Linked DNA regions of Mus musculus: all the other regions are linked to region 3. Evidence: chromatin contacts called from public promoter capture Hi-C data. All regions are on one chromosome and are shown on one strand. The core of a region is the stretch at or near the end of the contact, and the rest is flanking DNA. Distances in the headings are between cores, read along the strand shown. Region 1 holds the start of Tapt1 (transmembrane anterior posterior transformation 1). Region 2 holds the start of Bst1 (bone marrow stromal cell antigen 1). Region 3 holds the start of Rab28 (RAB28, member RAS oncogene family).

Region 1 (2,795 bases), core at 87-2,586, 2.5 Mb after region 3:
GCCAATTTAGAAAGCAAACATTCCTGCAAGCAAGTGTTTAACTGACAACTAAACCAAATAGAAAATAAAGGGGGAAAAAAAAAACCAAACAAACAAGGCACACAGCTGGTGCCTGAGTTTTCAAAGATATGGAGACTGATGCAAAACTCTATGTCCAATTCTGAGAATTAGCAAGTCTATCAGGATCTATCCACCAGTCTTACAGACTTTTAGGACTCCTATAATTTCAATACCCATAGTGAATGGAGTCAACCTTATAACTTGAACGAGTATTTATATAAGCTGCAGGACCTTATTCCACTGCATTAGCTCAGAATAAGTTGGAAGAAATGTCATCAAGTTGCTGTCCAAGATCTTGGATCTACGATGCAAGAATTAAAATGCAATCACTATTATACCCAATGAAACGGCCAAGCCAAAACTTTCCCTTTTGCTTCCGGGCTTAATAGAACGCTTCAGTGTAAATACCAAAGCTGTTAAAAGTTCTTAATAAGATCCTTGAACACAGGGGATTGTAATATTTTAACAGTATGCTTCAGAGCTTATGGACAGTAGGGCTTAAAAGTGGTACGTATTTTCTTGTGTGACAAACTGTTTCTTCTGGCTTAAGTTTTAGTTTAGGAAAACTCCACATGTAACATTTTAAGGGGTGCCGCACATTTCTGTTTGAGAGAAAACTGCTGAACTTCACGGTCACGACCACACTGTCAGCTGAGTCTACGAAAAATGGATTCGGCGGGCAAGTTAACAGGTTTCCGAGACTCAACTTCGCATAAAACCATAGGGGGAAGAGTCACCTCGGCATTGACATCGCCTAGAAAGCCCTGCGTTTCCCATTTTTGACCTCCTTCGGATGTGGGAGATGCCTGTCACTGTTGAGGCCGGTCGCGAACTCTCGGGGACCGGGGACCGACGATCTCCCGGGCGCACCTGGCTCGGGGATGGCTGCGGGAACGTCGGGCCGCGCGCACTAGCCGCCGGGGTAGCTGTCACCGGCCGTGGGGACATGGGAGCCACCGGAGCCGCGGCCGCTCCGCGCGCAGAGGGAAGGCGCTGGCGTCCCCGCCACCACAGCCCGGTCGGCCCCTCGGTAGCCCGCCGCGGCCTAGTGCCGCCCGCCCGCCCGCTCGCTCGCTCGCCTCACCTGCGCGGCCGCGGCGCTTCTCCCGCCGCCGGTCGCTCTCGTAGAAGCCCAGCGTCTCGGTGTGTTGGGGCGCGGGCCCATGGCCGCCACCACCCGGCTGCTCCGCCTCGCCGCGGCCGGTCCGCTCGGGGCCGTCCGCGCCGCCACCGCCGCCTTCTCCCGGGGCGGCCGCGTCGCAGACGCCCGCCATGTTCCGAGAGCCACACACTGTCCCCGCCACCTCCCTCCAGCCGCCCGCCCGGCCTCCGCCTCCCGCCGGCCCCCTCGCCGCCTCGCCCCGCCCCTCGCCCGGGCAGCCGCCATCCGTAGCCCGCCGGCCGGCGCGCGCCATTGGCGTCAGCGGCGCGTGGGAGGCCGCGGTGGCCGCCGCCACGGCCGCCGCCATCTTCTTCCTGCCGTCGCCGTGGCGCGCGGCGGGCTCTGCGGACCGGGGCGCCGCGCCGGGCTCCATGCCGCCGGGTCGCGCGGTGGGGGACGGTGGGCGGCAGCGGGGCTCGGCGTGGTTGTCCGCGCGGCCGGAGCCCCTTGTGCCCGTGCGGTGGCCGGAGTGCGCCGGCGCGACCCGCCTGGCCTTGGCTGCACGGCGACTGGGGCCGGGCTCCAGCTCTGTGGCTCCCGCCGGCGCCGACCCGGTGGCTCTGCTGTCTTGGCTGCATCTCTCCTGCATATTTATGATCGTCTGTCACATTCCCTGTCCGTGGACAGTGTCCAAAGCCTAGCTCGGGGGAGCGTGCCAACAGGTGGGGGACTCGGCCCGACGGGCAAAGTGCTCGATGCGCCTAAAGCGCCGGGGACATTCTGGGTTGCCTTTCGGGAATAGGGTTATGTGACTGCGGGTGGCAGCCAAGGCGGCCTGGTTCTGTCAGATTGTCACCGCTTGCCGTGAGACTTGTGACCCTTACCCCCTCACTGGTAGTCACGGATAGCCGCGCTGAGACCAACGGATGCTCGCTGGGTGCAAATGAATCCGCCTCAGCCTTGGAAGACCTTCACCTGGGATTCCTACATTCTTGCTGTGCGCTCCTGTAACGCACGCGGTGGCCCCTGGATTGCCTTCATGCCCACTTCGGAATTAACCTGCATTGTGGCAACTTTTTAAATGAGTAGAAGCATAGCAAATACCTCTTCACTCTCTAAACTGCCCTACACTTAAGCCGAGAAGCGATGGAGCAGGCCTAGAACATCCAGGAGAGCCTTAGAGATGGAAAGCTAGATACCCGATTGCAAACTCCGCAACTTTTCTGTACTGTACTGCAGCAAGGCCATTTGACAGTAGGGCGGGATGAAGGGATAGGAGGGTTAAAGAGGAACTTGCAAAGTCCAAGAAATCCCAATCCCAATTCAATGTAAACTTTACATTGTGGAAAACCAAACACTGCAGAGAATATTATTTAAAGTCAGTTTGGTTTTATTTGGTAAAACTGGATCTTAAAAACAGTGCCCTTGACAAAGCTCCAGCATCATGAAAATCAAAAGACACAGAGTTTTATATACTGTAAGGTTTCCTCCAACCTAAGTTTATTATCTGTGTTCCAAATCTTAAATAGTCAAAGAAGGGAGAGGGGCCCTGTCAGGGTTGCTATTTAAAAACTCCTGTTTTAAAATGATATTGCTAGAAACCTAAGACTATGTCTTTCCTTTATAAAGATTA
Region 2 (3,016 bases), core at 321-2,820, 2.1 Mb after region 3:
TTTTAAATTTAACCTCACATCTGAGTCTTTATATAATTTTAAAGAATTAGAAAAGCATATATATGGTCAATATCAAATAAGCTGGAAAGTTACAAATGATCACAAGAGATGGAGCAGCAAGTTCCACTGAGAACACAGAGGTGAGCTAACACTACGCTAGAAATGGCTAGCAACACACTTGCAGTTTCTGTGTCATCTGCTGAGTTGCTTTCCCGTCCAGAGAAATTCCACAGGTTGTCACAGAAGTATAGAAAGCGCAGTGAAAAGTTTCCCTTTGACAAGGAAGCCCACTGAGTAGCTGATCTCTTGAAACATTTGATTCAGATATTGGAATTACTCATACTGACCTGCTCTAGCACAACACAGTATGTTGGGTTTTCCCAAAAGAAAGTAGTTGGCGGGGCTTAGGAATTCAGGAAAGAAATTCACATTTTCCTCACAGGAAAAAAAAATCTCACTTAGGAAATTGTTTTTGAAAATGATCTTTGTGTAACAATCTTGGCATATTATAGTGATTGGTTTTTTGGGGGTTTTGGGGACTTTTGGGGTTGCTGTTTATTTACTTTTTTTGGCAATTTCTTTTTTAAAGAAAGATTTTTTTATTTACATTTCAAATATTATCCCCTTTCCTGGTTTCCCCTCTGAAAATTCCCTCTCCCCTCTCCCCTCCCCCTGCTCCCTAACCCTCTCACTCCCATTCCTGGTCCTGATATTCCCTTATACTGGGGCATAGAGCCTTCACTACCATGCAAGGCAATCATCACAGAACTCCAGAATATGAGTGTAAACATCTCTAATGGGTATTTTGGCTTCATTGGAGTTATCCTTTGGTCTTCAAAAATTCACATCCATCCTACATGATAAATTCCTTTACCTAACCTACCGTCCCCTACAATTATGAACTTATTTTAGTATCAATTCAAGTCCCCAAATCTCACATCTAAACTGCCTAAATTACAAAGGAGTGTAGCTCTGACCGTACTGTATTCTCAGACAAAGTTATCTGTGAGCACTTGGAAAACTAGAAAACAAGCCCTGTGCTCCAGAATCCATGGGGCAGGTGTAAGTGATGCCTGTGGACGATGTCCCTCACAAAGGAAGAAAAGGAAAGACAAAACAGGCACCAGTCAGTCACATCCAGAGTCCACCCAGACAAACTCCCTAAGAGTCAACTTAGGAATGGCATGTGATTCTTGTCTGTGCCCTTGTGCCTTCGGCTTTTCTCAAAGCCATCAATTTTCACTAAGGGTAGCACATGTCTCTCCTGGAAAGACTGTGTGAACCAGGACAGAATTTAAGTTTGCTTAGGGCTCACATGGTAACAGATTTCTATAGAGGTGTGTGTGTGTGTGTGTGTGTGTGTGTGCGCGCGCGCGCTTCAAATTCCCATTCCCTTTGGGGTCCCTCCACGAGGCGTCTTTTGCCAGGCAATGCCCTAAGTTTAATTTCTGTCGTAATGGAAGAGGAAAGAGGATGGGAGGTGGGCTGGCTTGGCATCTGGATGAGTCCTGCCAAAGCTCAGCTAAGGGGAACCGCCTCCTCAGTGGAAGAGGAACTGGGAGGAGTCCAAGAGGCCACGGGCTAGAGGAATCAAAGTCTTCTTGATGGCTGTCCAGGGAGGCCTGTTGTCTCTGTGGCTGTGGCTATGGCTGTCCTTGCTGACAGTGCTTCTGGGGGCAAGAGCGCGGTGGACAGGGGAGGGTACCACTCCTCACCTCCAGAGCATCTTCCTGGGCCGCTGCGCAGAGTACACCACGCTGCTGAGCCTGGGGTAAGTGCTAAGCCAGACAGTGAAAAGGCAGAAGGGTGGGGTGAGGTGAGGGCTTTGGAAAGTCAGGTGGAGGGACTAGCGGGACTCCATGCAGGTGATGTGTATGTAGGTGATTCTTAGGGACAAGATCCCCTGTGCAGGGGATTTCCAGACCCGGGAGGAAACTGCTAAGGCTGCCCCTGTGGGTGTAGAGGTGAGGAGAAAGCTGTAATGCGACACCAGTCTAGAGGTGAATTTGAGTGAAAGAGCCTTGCCTACTATCAACAACTGCCAGTTTGGGTATTTTGAGCACCACTTGGGAATTAGCTCCCCTTGTCCCATCTAGAGGATTCTGGTTCCCCCTACCTTGTGCACACTGTGTTTCCTATTGAAATAATTTCCTTCTCTGGATCTGCTTTTTTGTGTTGTTACACCACTCTTTCTCATGCCAGTTGTTTTTAATTGGGATGCAGCTCAATAAAATAAAATGAGAGAATAACATAAGAAGTCAGGTTGGTCATTGTCACCAAAGGTAGGACAACATGACCATTGCTATAGAACGTGATTTTGAAAGGCGTCCTGGACCTCAGGAGTGAAAACTGGCCCCAGAAGCCACTCTGACTCAGTAGAGGAAACTGCTCCCAACACTTGGCATCCACTCCTATCTTCCCAAGTCTTGCCTCCTGACTTGACCTCAGTGGGCCCAGAGACTCGCCCTCTAATGAACCTGAACAAGGAGCTCCACTCTTGTGTCTTAATGAATAGGCGAAAGCCAGAGGTGTGGTTCAGTGCTAGAACAGTTGACTACATGATACATGTGCAGTACCTCCACCACAGACAGAGGGGGGGGAAGGGGGAGGGGAGGGGAAGGGGGAGGGGGAGGGAGAGGGGGACGGAGAGGGAGGGGGGAGGGAGAGGGAGAAGGAGAGTTCTGAAAACCAGAAGTTTCCTGGTTTATTGACATTGAAATTGTCACTTTCTAGCATCACTTTTATCTGTGGCCTTGTCTGCTTCTGTCATAAGTCTGGAGGTGGGGATGGGGTAGGGGACTGCTTTCCTTAAACTGGAGAACTCTGTTTTGTTGTGTGCACAGAATGTGTGTGTGTGTGTGTGTGTGTGTGTGTGTGTGTGTGTGTGTATGTGTGTGTGTTGTGCCTGTGCCCACAGAGAGGAAGACAGCCTACTCTATCATTTTCTGTCTTAGTCTGGAAGCTAGAGTTAGGCTAGTGGCCAGCAAGTCCCAGTCATCTTCCTGTTTCCACCTAA
Region 3 (3,236 bases), core at 291-2,790:
ACTTAATAGGCAATCTGGAGGTCTTTTAGATAATAGTATTGAAGTGTCATGGTTTTAAATGGAAAGCAAGTTCAGTTGTTCACTGAATGCAAATGAATATATGAAACAAAAACACAATGTGTGGCTAAAAAGAAAATCTAAGTAATGAAACCTATAAAAATATTCTAGCTTTTGTTGAATTAAAGTTTAGAAATAATGCTGATGTACAACAATTTGCTTCTTCGAAACGTTTAAGTGCACTTCCTAAACAGAAGCAGCCAAGCTCTGTTCTTTGCTCAAAAAAAAAAAAAAATAGCATCACATTAGACTGTTTTCTTCGGGACAGTGCTCTACGGGCAAGTATCCTGGGAACCCAAGGAATGGAATAACAGAAGACTCCAATTTTTGCAATTAGAATGAAACCGTGTGTAGCGGCCCTTGGAGCCCAAATTTCAGAACCAAAGCACGAAAGCGTGTGCAAAGCTTCCTTCCGGGAATGATGCAAAAGCTGTCACCACAGAAACCAGGTCCAACTCCAGCGCAGTCCCAGAGGCGGGAGAAGACGGGACGCTGGCAGGGGCAGAGGAAGAGGAACTTAAGCTACCTTCCCCAGGAGTGCTGCGACAGGTGTGAGGGCGCCCGGAGAAGCCGGCATGGCTTTAGTGGGAAGGTTAACCCGCAGTCGCTCGGAGACGCTAGGGACCCTCTCCCTAGAGCAAGTACCAGGCACCGAGGCAATGTTTATCCCATGTCAGTTCACAACTTCGGGTCGAGAACTTGGACCTAGGAGGCAGGGGACTAACTGCCTGCGGGTCCTCTCCTGCACGCGCCCATTCATCCCAGCAACCAACGGTCGCAGAAGGCTAGGCTTTAAAGTCCCTGTGTCCCCCGACATCCTCCTGCCCAGCACGGGAGCTCAAGAAATACCTATTGAATGAACCCTTGCACGGACGGGTGCTAAGAATGGAACTAAAGTGAGAGAGGACACTCAAGAGGCAGCTAGCGTGTGGGGAGGGCCCTCGGCCAGAGTGCATCGTCGCCATTCGTGTGGGTCCGGGTGGTGGCCCCCACCCCAGGAGCTGGCCTGGTCCCGCGGGCCGGCTGGCGGGCGGGCGGCGGGCACGCGCACAGGGCGCAGGCGCGAGCAAGGCCGCGGCCTGAGGCGAGCCAGGCCAAGGCTGGGGAGGACGCAGTGCTGGACAGCGCTCCGCTCCCCGAGGGCCCGACACGCCCGACCCGGACCACGCTTTCTGCAACCCAGGGAGCCGGGTCCGCTGGAGGACTGACCTTCCCCGAGGTGCCGTCCCCCAGCACGACGATTTTCAGTTGCCGGTCCTGGCTCTCCTCCTCAGAGTCTGACATGGTGTCCGAGGATGCTGGCCTGCCCCCGAGGTGGAGGACGGGAAAGAGGAGGCCTCCGGGGGCGGGGGTGAGGAGGCCGGCGGGCTGCACGAGCGGGTCCCCCGCCCCGGCGTCTCCTCCGCCCTGAAGGAAGCCAGGGAGAATCACTCACCGGCCGCCATCTTGCCCTCCTCCCCTCCCCCAGCAGGGCTCCGCCCCCCGGAAAGCCCCGCCCCTAGCGTCACTCAAAAGACGTCCCGTCCCCGCTCCAACCATCACACTGCAATGGGGGAGTACGTAGACGCAGACCGGGCGTCCCGGTTTGCTCGTGGGGAACATTGGCTAGGAGACAAAAGCAAGTTTTTTTTTTTTTACAGTGAAGTGAAACCACATTAGAGAAGAGTAGCTCTCGGGTGCCCTGTCCTTCTTTCTTGTTTTCATGAGGTCTGAGAACATAACTCACATGATTGATTTAGTCCAAGGGGGCGGGGACATGGTGAGGTTTTGTTGCCATGGAAGCCTGGAGCCTGAAAGAGGCGCGGGGGCGGGGTCTGTTTCTGGGCAGCCGGGGACGCTTCGGGCTGCGCGTGCACAGGATCCTTCCTGTCGGTGAAGGTGAGCACCCACCAGGAGGTTGGTATGCTAGTGGAGCTGCTGGAAACTGCTAAGGCCACAGCTGAGGGGGAGACATTTAGAGTGACCTGGGGCTCTAGTGCTGGCTCCTTTTACCCTCTTTAACTCTTCGCGTTCTAAAGACCCAGACTCTAATTTCATTAGTAAGACAGAACTGAGTGAACCATCATAGTCTTTACCTCTGCAAGCCTCAGAGTGGCCCTGGAGCCCTGGGGTTCCCGTGTCGTTAAAACAACCTTCCATAGTAGGATCAGGGCCTCCTTTGCCTGTGTTACCTTCAGGATCTCACAAGTGTAGTTTGCTGGAGGAAAATTGTTGTGTATGAAGTTCCAGAGAATGATGCTGCTATATAAAATGAAACCAGTTGTGTGTAACAACAGTATTTTAAATATCTGTGACAAGCTAAGAGCATTTAAATGAGAGTTTAAATATTTAAAGCCATTGTTTGTAAAGTAAAAAGGGGAAAGATCTTGTGTATAAGACTTGAACATTTCCAAGAAACAATCTAAAGGAAAATAGAAGTAAAACACAAAATACAAAAATGTCATTGGATTCTCAGGTACAGCATTCATAACAGGACCAGGTAGTAGACCCCTGCAAAGAGTAAACAAAAAGTTGTGAGAAGAATCCCAGGCATTTTATGAAATCAGGGATCTTTGCAAATACAACACTGGTTTTAACATAGCTTTTCGGGATTATTACAAACTATTTTAATACCTGCACATTCAAGGAGTGTGTTCATTCATGAAACACCTAAACTATAGATGGGTAACATCTAGTCCTTAGAATAATCTCTCATAGTTTCTCACTGCAAATTCCAACTAACTACATCCTAATACCATTGCTCTACCATGTATGACTTCTCAGATCAAACCAAATCTCCCCACACTAAAGATGTTTAAGGTGACTCAACAATGCTTAATCTTTCAAGTATCAGTGATCGTTGCTTTCTTCACAACACTTCTGAGCATTGAGGACATAGAAGAGAACAAACCTATGGGACTTAGTCTGAAGGGTGTAGTAGTAGACTACATCACGTAAAGATATCAAGGTCTCCTTAGCGAATAGTAGCCTGTGTAAAAGATGTAATTTCCAGATGTGATTACAGATCTAGTAACAAGAAGACTATCTAGTAAGACTTCAATTCATTCACATATATCCTTATAAGGAAGAAATGGAATCTGAGTTGGCTCAGACAGAGAGACAGAGAGAGACAGAGAGAGAGAGCAATATAACCATGAAAACAGAGATGGCAGTGATGGAGCCACAAACCAAGGAATGCC

What was found. Promoter capture Hi-C pulls out the DNA fragments that hold promoters and counts their contacts.
Region 1: a promoter capture Hi-C map of pre-B cells shows a contact between it and region 3, with 3 times the contacts expected there. The contact joins the promoter of Tapt1 here to the promoter of Rab28 in region 3. A contact is called at or near these places in 4 of 39 promoter capture datasets (the C10 cell line, liver, neutrophils and 1 more), 2 of 484 Hi-C or Micro-C datasets (CD4 T cells and muscle stem cells), 1 of 115 datasets of contacts at active chromatin or transcription factors (regulatory T cell precursor) and 1 of 9 other capture datasets (adipose tissue).
Region 2: a promoter capture Hi-C map of pre-B cells shows a contact between it and region 3. The contact joins the promoter of Bst1 here to the promoter of Rab28 in region 3. A contact is called at or near these places in 3 of 39 promoter capture datasets (hippocampal neurons, liver and pre-B cells) and 1 of 115 datasets of contacts at active chromatin or transcription factors (large pre-B cells).

Annotation. Positions count from the first base shown.
Region 1 is chr5:44,225,270-44,228,064 of GRCm38.p6, forward strand. Tapt1 (transmembrane anterior posterior transformation 1) reads right to left here and starts at 1,337. Exons shown (of 14, transcript NM_173764.3): 1 at 1,145-1,337. The coding sequence starts at 1,334.
Region 2 is chr5:43,817,323-43,820,338 of GRCm38.p6, forward strand. Bst1 (bone marrow stromal cell antigen 1) reads left to right here and starts at 1,571. Exons shown (of 9, transcript NM_009763.3): 1 at 1,571-1,771. The coding sequence starts at 1,605.
Region 3 is chr5:41,706,639-41,709,874 of GRCm38.p6, forward strand. Rab28 (RAB28, member RAS oncogene family) reads right to left here and starts at 1,541. Exons shown (of 7, transcript NM_027295.3): 1 at 1,267-1,541. The coding sequence starts at 1,341.